2 separate regions of the Zea mays genome follow, and region 1 is linked to region 2. The links are chromatin contacts, called in public Hi-C maps. All regions are on one chromosome and are shown on one strand. The core of a region is the stretch at or near the end of the contact, and the rest is flanking DNA. Distances in the headings are between cores, read along the strand shown.

The links. Hi-C and Micro-C count contacts between places; a contact is called where the count stands out from the background.
Region 1: a contact with region 2 is called in a Hi-C map of leaf mesophyll, with 2.4 times the contacts expected there. The contact joins the enhancer-like site here to the promoter of LOC100191460 in region 2. A contact is called at or near these places in 2 of 25 Hi-C or Micro-C datasets (leaf and leaf mesophyll).

What each region holds. Positions count from the first base shown.
Region 1 is chr4:235,975,529-235,980,143 of Zm-B73-REFERENCE-NAM-5.0, reverse strand. No RefSeq gene overlaps it. Among protein-coding and RNA genes, the nearest start is that of TRNAA-AGC, 7.0 kb to the right of the region's middle. Within about 2 kb of position 2,068, at least 1 of the 20 cell types and tissues checked has an H3K27ac peak or open chromatin away from gene starts, as enhancers often do. A contact at or near this core is called in leaf mesophyll, where this site is marked.
Region 2 is chr4:235,705,386-235,710,328 of Zm-B73-REFERENCE-NAM-5.0, reverse strand. LOC100191460 (phosphoenolpyruvate carboxylase3) reads left to right here and starts at 2,748. Exons shown (of 10, transcript XM_008678212.3): 1 at 2,748-3,240; 2 at 3,342-3,733; 3 at 3,859-3,943. The coding sequence starts at 3,085.

The DNA of each region.
Region 1 (4,615 bases), core at 819-3,318, 270 kb before region 2:
TGAATTGATACATGTCATTCTTGGTCAGACAAATAGCACTATGACTATCACAATAAACCTTAATGACATCCTGAGGAACACCAAGTTCAGAAATAAGACCTTGCATCCAAATAGCTTCTTTAACCCCTTAAGTAGCTGAGACATATTATGTTTCAGTAGTGGAAAGAGTAGGAACAGACTGAAGTGAAGCCCTCCAACTCACCACAGAACCGCATAATGAAAATACATAACCAGATATGGAGCGTCTCTTATCAAGATCACCAGCAAAGTCAGAATCAATAAATCTCTCAACAAATCCCATAACACCAATTTCCTTCACTGAATTCTTGTCAAACAATAATCCAAAATGAGAAGTACGTTTCAAGTAGCGAAGAATCCACTTTACTGCATTCCATTGTTCTTTACCAGGATTGTGCATGAATCTGCTAACCACACTAAGAGCATGAGCCAGATTGGGTATTGTACATATCATAGCATACATGAGATTTCCAACAACATTAGTATATGGTATGTGAGACATGTATTCTTTCTCATCTTCAGTAACAGGACATTGCCTCGATGACAATTTAAAATGTGAAGCAAATGGTGTAGCAACATATTTACAATTACTGAGATTATACTTTTCAAGAACTTTCTCAATAAAACTTTTCTGAGATAGAAAAAGAGTACCAGCACGACGATCATACTAAATTTCCATCCCAAGAATTTTATTTGCTGGTCCAAGATCTTTCATATCAAATTCATGATTAAGTTGAGCCTTCAATTCAACAATTAGTGACTTGTCATGGGAAGCAATCAACATATCATCAACATAAAGCAGTAGATACACAAAATATTTATTTGGGAAATGTTTCAAATAAATACAGTGATCATAATTGCTTCGAGAATAACCATGTGCAAGCATGAACGAGTCAAACCTCTTATACCACTGCCTAGGAGCTTATTTCAAACCATAAAGAGATTTCTGCAAATGACAAACTAAGTGCTCTTGACTAGGAGCAGAAAAACCCTGAGGTTATGTCATATAAACATCCTCATCTAAATCTCCATGAAATATGCAGTTTTAACATCAAGTTTCTCTAACTCCAAATCAAATAAAGCAACAATAGCAAGCATAACTCAAATAGAAGTGTGACGAACAATAGGAGAGAACACCTCATTGAAATCAATACCATCCCTTTGTTCGAAACCTTTCACAACTAAACGAGCTTTAAATCTTGTAGGTTCAACTCTAGATATACCTTCCTTTTTCTTATAAATCCACTTGCACTTTAAAGGATTTACCTTTAGGAAGCTCAACCAATTTCCATGTAGAATTCTTTTGAAGACTCTCAAATTCATCATTCATAGCAACTAACCACTTGGATGAATTATCACATGAGATAGCTTCCGAATAAGAAGAAGGTTCAAATGCAACATTAGTTTCTTGAGCAGCAATGAGAGTATAATAAGCCATACTGTCAGTGTCACAATATCGATGTGGCAAAACAATATTCCTTCTAGGTCTATCTTGAGCAATAGAGTGACTGTTACTAACAGGAGGTACAAAAGCTAAAACTAACTGTGTAATAATACCAGGAGATAAACTGAGCTATAAGACGGACAAAGCTTTTTAATTAAGATTTTCTCATTTATCATCAGCCATGTTAGCAGGTCGCGTTTGCAACGCCTTTCGTACACATAACTGAGTAAGAACAACCTTTATCTGAATTTTTCAAATAGCAATACTGATCTTGCCATCAAACTTTGGAATATCAATTTTAGACGACATCTATTATGTGAGATAAAGAAATTCGAAGTGAAATAGTAATCTACGTGCAATCTATGAAATAAAAAATTTGAGTGATTTTCTCCCTTGTGCGGTGGTCCTCGAAAGGCACGAAATCCCAAAAGCACTTCACATGAGATTACTTGATTTGAATCGGGCACAAAAATCGATCTTGACTGTAGAATCCAATAGTTGGTACTTGGCAGCAAGAGGAGAATAGATCTCCAAAGAAGAGTGACGCAGCAGGACAGACGAAACCCAATAACAGAGTAGTGCAGCGAGGCCAGGACACTACAAAGACCAGCGCTGACGAGACCACGGAGGGCCCACGCGAGGGACGGCGGTAGCAGATTTGATAACCGGTGTCTCCCGCAGATAAACGAATTGCAAGCAGATGAACTGGCGGTGGCGAGAAGCGATATGTTTTCGGAAGGAAGAACCTGCGGCGGCGGCGACTGAGAATAAAGTGTCTAAACTAGCTGTAGATACCAATTGTTATAATCATAGAGGGGAAAAAAGAGATACAAAGTTTAATGTGGAAAAAACTCCATGAGAGAGAAAAAAACCACAAGAATGTGGTGTGTTATACAAGGTACAAGGGACCTATTTATATAAGCAAAAGATGATAGAGATATGATCATATCTTCTTATCGAACACAATGTTATATACGCTATTAAGCTGGAGATAATGACAATTGAATTGTTTCCCATGTTACCTTATGGAGTTGGAATGGTTGAGGCCAAAGCATCGCTGTCACAAAATTCACGTCTCTGGTGTCTTTTGCAATGACAGAAGAGAGGTGCGCAAGTTCTGTGCAAGAGGGCAGTGACATCCATCAGCTTGTTCGGCTGCCATTTTCATCCAGCTGCAGCTGCAAACAAACACTGTTCCTACAGCAGCAAGCAGCAGGCGGCTGCAGCAGCTGCCACTGTAGAAACTAGCAGCCGAACAAGCCGACAGGCTTCAATGTGCACAGGTGAGAGTTGGACATCGGTCCGGAAAGGAACAGGTGCTTGCACACAACCAACATCTCCGCGGGTAGAGCATTTCTAAAGCGATCGTGATGTCTAGGAGTTAGGTGAATTAGACAAACAAGTCGATGAATGTTTCAAAGTTTCTAACATCTGTATTAAAATATAGAGTGGAAGGTCATAAGACCCACTTTGGTACGCTCCTCCAAAGAATCCCCCAACAGCTCTTTTTGAAAAAATCTATTAAATAGGAGGCTCTTTGATGGGCTCTTTGTAGAAAAGAGAGATGAGCTCATCCAAAAAATATGTAGAGCGAGAGCTAGAAAAATGAGCTTCTATCAGCTCATCTTTCATGTTTTTCTCTTCCTCGGACCCACATCCTACAAGAAGCTATAGGAGGAGTTGTGTTTCCAACTAAATATGGTGCCCTTTCTTAAAATAAGGGGTTGTTTTTCTAGATCAAAGCCAAAGTTAGAGCTAGCAGAGGAAGAGCCCTACTAGAGAGCTCAGTTTGTGGGTATCTGGGAGGCCATTAATGAGGTGTCTTTGGACCATACCAGAGAGGATGAAATAAGATGGAGATGGAATCCTGATGGCGAATACTCTGCTAAGAGCACCTACCTTGCCCAGTTCCAGGGCAGCATGCCCAAGCTCAGGCTTCTACCGACTTAGAGGGCGAAAACAAAACCTAAATGTTGTTTCTTTGCTTGGACTTTGTTTCACATGAAAATTCTCACGACAAACAATTTATTGCTCGGAGGTTGGTTGTATGACCCAATTCGCAAGCTGTGCAAACAGGAGCAAAAAACTATTGCCCATCTTTTTAAGGATTGTGTGTTCCCTAGGGGGTTTGGGACCTTTTACTCCTTTGTTTCCATCGCAATGCCCTCCAAGCTGTGGACCGCCAAGGATCGTTGTATAAATGGTGGAGAAAGAATTCAACTAAAAGTTATGAAGCAAGAATGCAGATGTTTTGATGGTCTCATGATCTATTTTTGGTGGGAGAATTGGAAAGAAAGGATAGAAGAACATTTCAAAAATTTGGAGAAGTTAGTCTCAGCAATCGCCTATCTCATCAACGAAGACATTTTCGTGCAGCGGACGACTGCTGCTGCTTTTTAAGTGTTAATGAATGTTAGTGAGTGTGGAGGGTCTTTTTTTTGAGTGAGTTTGATTGTGTGGGAGGCTTTTGTTACCTTGTGCTTTGCTTTCATTTCTTTCGATAGTGTATTCCTCTTTCGTATCTAATAAAAATTTGGGCCGTGCTTTCGAAAAAAGAAATATGACAAAGAATTTGGAGTTTGGGGGGGTGAATGCACCTAAACCCCCTCTATTTATAAGGAAAATTCCATGAACTTTTTGAATTGATTTTGAATTTTTTGAACTTATCAAAATGACACGTGCCAATCAGAAGACGACACGTAACAACATGCGGTTGGTCGGTACCAAGCGATTCTCCAACATCGCGGTCGGTCCTACTCCAACACGGTCGATAACACTTAAACCGATTGATCGATAGACCCACCGACTGTTGTGTTGACCATTTGGGTCAGTACAAACCGCCGATGAGTAGTTAGTACCGATCTCGATTAGAACTGACATAATAGATATTTTACCACTCAGTTTGTTACCTCGTTGCTATTATGCCATTTGAACCTATGTTTAGTGGGTCCATATTTGTCTATGATTTGTGGGTCTAATAGCAAATTTCCAATAATGGCAAACTTGCAAATCTTCGGTTGGAACTAGCTTTAAAAAAGAAATTAAATGGAAAAATAATCAGGCCTTGTTCGTTTGCATCGGATTGGTGGGTCAGAACGATTCCTAACCGGATTGATTCTCTAATTTATATAGATTTTGATTAGCGGGAACCAT
Region 2 (4,943 bases), core at 1,499-3,998:
CCAACGACACCGGCGCACCCGCACATCCGAAGAACTACGGCCCTAAAATAATCTCGCGGGTGGGTAAGCTGACATCTAATCACAACCATCGAACCCGAGATCTACGGCTGGTAACCTTTCCCCAACCTGACCGATGCGCACAATGGCGCCGCCCACCCTCACGGCGGCGACCATGGCCGACGATGGCCAGGCCGCGATTCCGGGACGTAAGCCTCGATCAAACGCGCGCCATGCGATGAGTGGACAAAGGCGAGGGCGGGCAACCGATTCTTACCGAAGGTGACGGTGTGACGCGTGTAGTCCATGGAAAGGGGAGGATCCGACGGGTTTACTGGCCTCCGACGAGCAATTCCACTCCCACACGCGACACAACGTCCAATTGCTTGCCTGAGTCCGATCCACGGCTACAGATGAACCTCCACGCGCACCTTCTTGACCACCGGGCGGCCGCGGGCGTGAGAATCGCGCGCAGAGTGCTCCGCCGAGCCCCCAATGGCGCTCCAGCCAAATAGTGGATTCTATCCCGGATAAGGGTTCACGCGAGAAGGTAACTTGGGGCGGAACGAGTCACGGGGATTCCTATTTAACTCCCGAAGTCCAGGCCTGGGAGGAGGGAGAGGTATTCGCCACGCTCCGCGCCGTGCGGCGGCAATCCCGCGCGGTTCTGTTGCGCTGGGGAAGAAACGGCTGACAGGGAGGGGTCCATGCGTCTGTGACCGACAGCTCGAGCGAGTCCGCGCGGAGCCAACGACCGAAATGCGGGCCCCACCAGACAGTCAGAGGATCGGCCATACCGCGCGCGGAACCGAGGACAGCCGCTTTCGAGTGGGCCCGCTGCACCAGAGACACCACCGTGCGGGTGAGAAGGTAGGAGAACGGGCCGCGGGAGAGGGATTGGGGAAATGGGCCGACCTGATTGGGCCCAGACGCTATAGTGCTCTCTCTTTTCTTTTATTCTTTTTATTTTATATTTTCTTTTCTTCTCTTCTCTTTTGAATTTGAATTTCCAATTTGAATCCATGTGCGTGAAGTTCAAATTCAGGTTAAATGTCTATAACAATATGAACTGAATTTTAGTTCATTTATATTTTTATTTTATCCTATTTGTTTAGTGTTTTCTTCTCTTTTTCTCCATTCTAGGATTTCCTTTAGGATTTAAATCCCCATTTGGATATTTAACAGATTTCTTTTTACATATTTATATCATCATAAAATGCACACAAAAAACCTCAACATGATGTGTATTCCATTTGAACATTATATATATATATTTATTCATCACTCTTAATTATAGGCATGCTCCTTTTATGATGAAGTTATGGCACACAATATAAGAATATCAACTATATACTCATTGTATTCCTTTTTTGGGTATTACAACTCCCCCTTGATAGGAAGGAGCTCCAAAAATCCAAAATCTCTCCCCAACAATCCAGACAAGAATTTCTCCCTAAAATGGTCCAGATTTTCTCCCCCTAAACATCCCCCTTCGACAAAAGATCCCCCGCTGAGAAACAATAGAGATGCAAAAAAGAGTGAAGAACTAGGGAGAATGCAGGAGCTTCAGGAGTATATCAGAGCCTGAGCGCGTTCGCTACCCGCCTAGAGGCGCGCAACCGTGGATGTTGGTGTGTACCAGCCAATCAAACATGCTCTATAAATATAAGTCTAAGGCATGTAATCTTTTTGATCTACTGCGTGTGATTCCTTGTCGGTCGAACTCGTGATACTTGTGATTATAAAGCTAGGTCTATATTGTCACTATAAGACTATCTCTAGCAGACTTCCTAACCCACTCTCTATCTCACACCCTATTTCAAACTTCACTCTATAAACAGTACAATCTACAGTGCAAAACAGTACTTTATACGGTCGTTTACACGACCTGCTGGAGATGGCCTAAGAAGTTGAGGTGACTTATGGTGACTTGAGTTGCTTCATTACCTTTACTTTAAAAATAAATATCTATTTGTAGATAAGTTAGCGACTGCTATCGCCCAATGTTAGAACTAGTATATAGCGGTAGTAGTTTATTGTGATTCAAATTTATAATGGTACTATTTTTGGAAGTAGATTATTGTGATTCAAATTTATAATGGTACAATTTTGGAATATTTATAAAATCATAGATTATACTCACTATATATTAGTATGCCTTATAAATATTTTTATTATATCTATGGCATACTATTATTTTCTATTAAAGTTTTTATAAAAAACATGTAAATAAACAATCTCAAACAACCATTCAAGGGTACAAGTGACTTTTCTAAAGAAAATCCTATTTTAGTGAAGCTTAAATTTGTTTGTAAGGCAAACACTTTTAGAAACTCCGCAAATTTGAAGTAGAGCTGCTCAACTATGAAGTTTATAACGTTGACCTAACTTTTGTGAAGTCGAGCTCTGCCAAATACCCTCATGATGCTCCTCTAAAACTCTAAACTTTTAAAAAGTATAAAGTTAGATTTAAACTTTAGTCCATCAGATCTAGTACTAGAACTCTAGATAACTGAGCTAAAGTACTCTAGAGTGCTTAGAGGCGAGAATAAAAAAGACCTTATAACCCCACTAAGGGCTTGTTCGGTTATTCCCAATACACATGGATTGAATGAGATTGGAAAAAATTGAGAAGAAATTTGACTTGTCTGGGATTCAAACCCATCCAATCCCACCCAATCCATATGAATTGAGAGCTAACCAAACAAGCCCTAACACTTGCCTAACTATGAATAATCGCAAAGTCCGCAGGACCAATCTGCAAAACTAGCATGAGTCCCGACAACGAGGGAGACGCACGGCTCACGGGCTCAGGAACATAAAATTCTCCAGACGGGCCCGCACACGATCACCATCAACCCGGGCTCCCGTCCCCCCGTACAAATAGAATAGGCACGCACACTCCGAACTTCCCACCCCATCTCCGCCGCGCGCACCGCCCAATCTCCGCCTCCACCTGCGCCCCGCTCAGGCGAGCAGAGGCTTCCACCACTCTCCATTTCCCACGCCCGCTGCGGGCTCGCGGGCGAGAGGGGATTGTCTGTGCCGCCGGGCGGGAATTTGATTCGTTCGATTCGCTGCGCCGCGATGCCGGAGCGGCACCAGTCGATCGACGCGCAGCTGCGGCTGCTGGCCCCCGGGAAGGTCTCCGAGGATGACAAGCTCGTCGAGTACGACGCCCTCCTCGTCGACCGCTTCCTTGACATCCTCCAGGACCTGCACGGCCCCCACCTACGCGAATTCGTACGCCCCGATCAGTACCGCCTTCCTCCTCACCCCCAGATCCGCATGTTTCGACGAAGCCGTGCACGTGCTGATCAGGTGGCTTCTCTTCGCGTGTGCAGGTGCAGGAGTGCTACGAGCTCTCGGCGGAGTACGAGAACGACCGGGATGAGGCTCGGCTTGGCGAGCTCGGGAGCAAGCTCACCAGCCTGCCGCCGGGGGACTCCATCGTCGTCGCTAGTTCCTTCTCGCACATGCTCAACCTCGCTAACCTTGCCGAGGAAGTGCAGATCGCGCACCGCCGCCGGATCAAGCTAAAGCGTGGGGACTTCGCCGACGAGGCCTCCGCGCCGACAGAGTCGGACATCGAGGAGACGCTCAAGCGCCTCGTCTCGCAGCTCGGCAAGTCGCGGGAGGAGGTCTTCGACGCGCTCAAGAGCCAGACCGTCGACCTCGTCTTCACCGCCCACCCTACACAATCCGTGAGGAGGTCTCTTCTCCAGAAGCACGGCAGGTGAGAATGATCGTAGTCGTAGCGTTACTGTGGACTGTGGTTGCTTTGGTTGAAGTCCATGCGTGCGGAAGCAAATGCTGAATGCTCCCCTGCCCCGTGGTGTTGTTTGTTTTGTTGTTGTTTAGGATCCGTAACTGCCTGCGGCAGCTCTATGCCAAGGACATCACTGCTGACGACAAGCAGGAGCTTGATGAGGCACTTCAGAGGGAGGTAAAATATATTGACTTCACCACTTGAGCTGAAAATGTTTTATTAAAAAGATCACTTTGATGATTTACTGCAGATTAAGCGCACCACAACCTTTCGTTAACATTTCTAGTTGGAAAATAGGTGTTCATTATTTAGCTGATCATCTCCTAGGCCCTTTTGTCCTTGATGGAGCCAGGGGCTTCGGGGTTTTAACGTGCGGATCCAGAGCATAGGCATCTCCACATTAGTGTTATTAGAACTTTGTCCCACTCCTGAAAGACAAGTTAGCTTATGTTGCATTTTTTGGCCTCTTTATGTGAGTGATGCCTGTCAGATTCTGAGACTGTATACCGTTCTTTGGGCTAGAATGCTATATCTATTGTCTATATACCGTTCTTTTGATAGTAGGATACGTAATAACTTGAACAAGACAAGGTGATATGAACTTAGGAAGAAAGCAGTAAAGCATATACACTAGGGCAGTTTCTTCCTTGAGAAAGAACCAAGAAGATATACCCAATGGGCAATGGAGATTAGTTGATAATAGCACTGACAGAAGTCTAGTTATCTGAGAAAGTTGGAAGGTTCTCTGGGTGTGCTGTGCACAACAAATATTTCCTGTGTGTGAAATTATAGTCATTGTTATTTGTGCTACAGACTTCTACCTCAAGGTTATTGTTATCAGAAGTAGCTGTCAAACCTTTGGAAATAACTAACCTTATGTCAAGCCAACTCTTAAACACACACAAATTATTGTTATCAGTAGTGGGCACCAAACTTTTTGAAATTAATCTGGTGAAGAGCACATATTTTTGTAGTTTTTACTAACTTGTTTTTGAGGTTATATTAGATCCTATTAGATGTTTCCAATGAAACTTCACCTTGGTTGTACCAACACTTTTCTCTCTAAAAATGTTACTTTGTTTAACTCATGTATGCTTGCACATGACAAGCTGACAAGGTGAAAGGACAAAAACAGTCAATTGTGCACAACAAAGGTAGTTCATATGCTGCAGTTGAT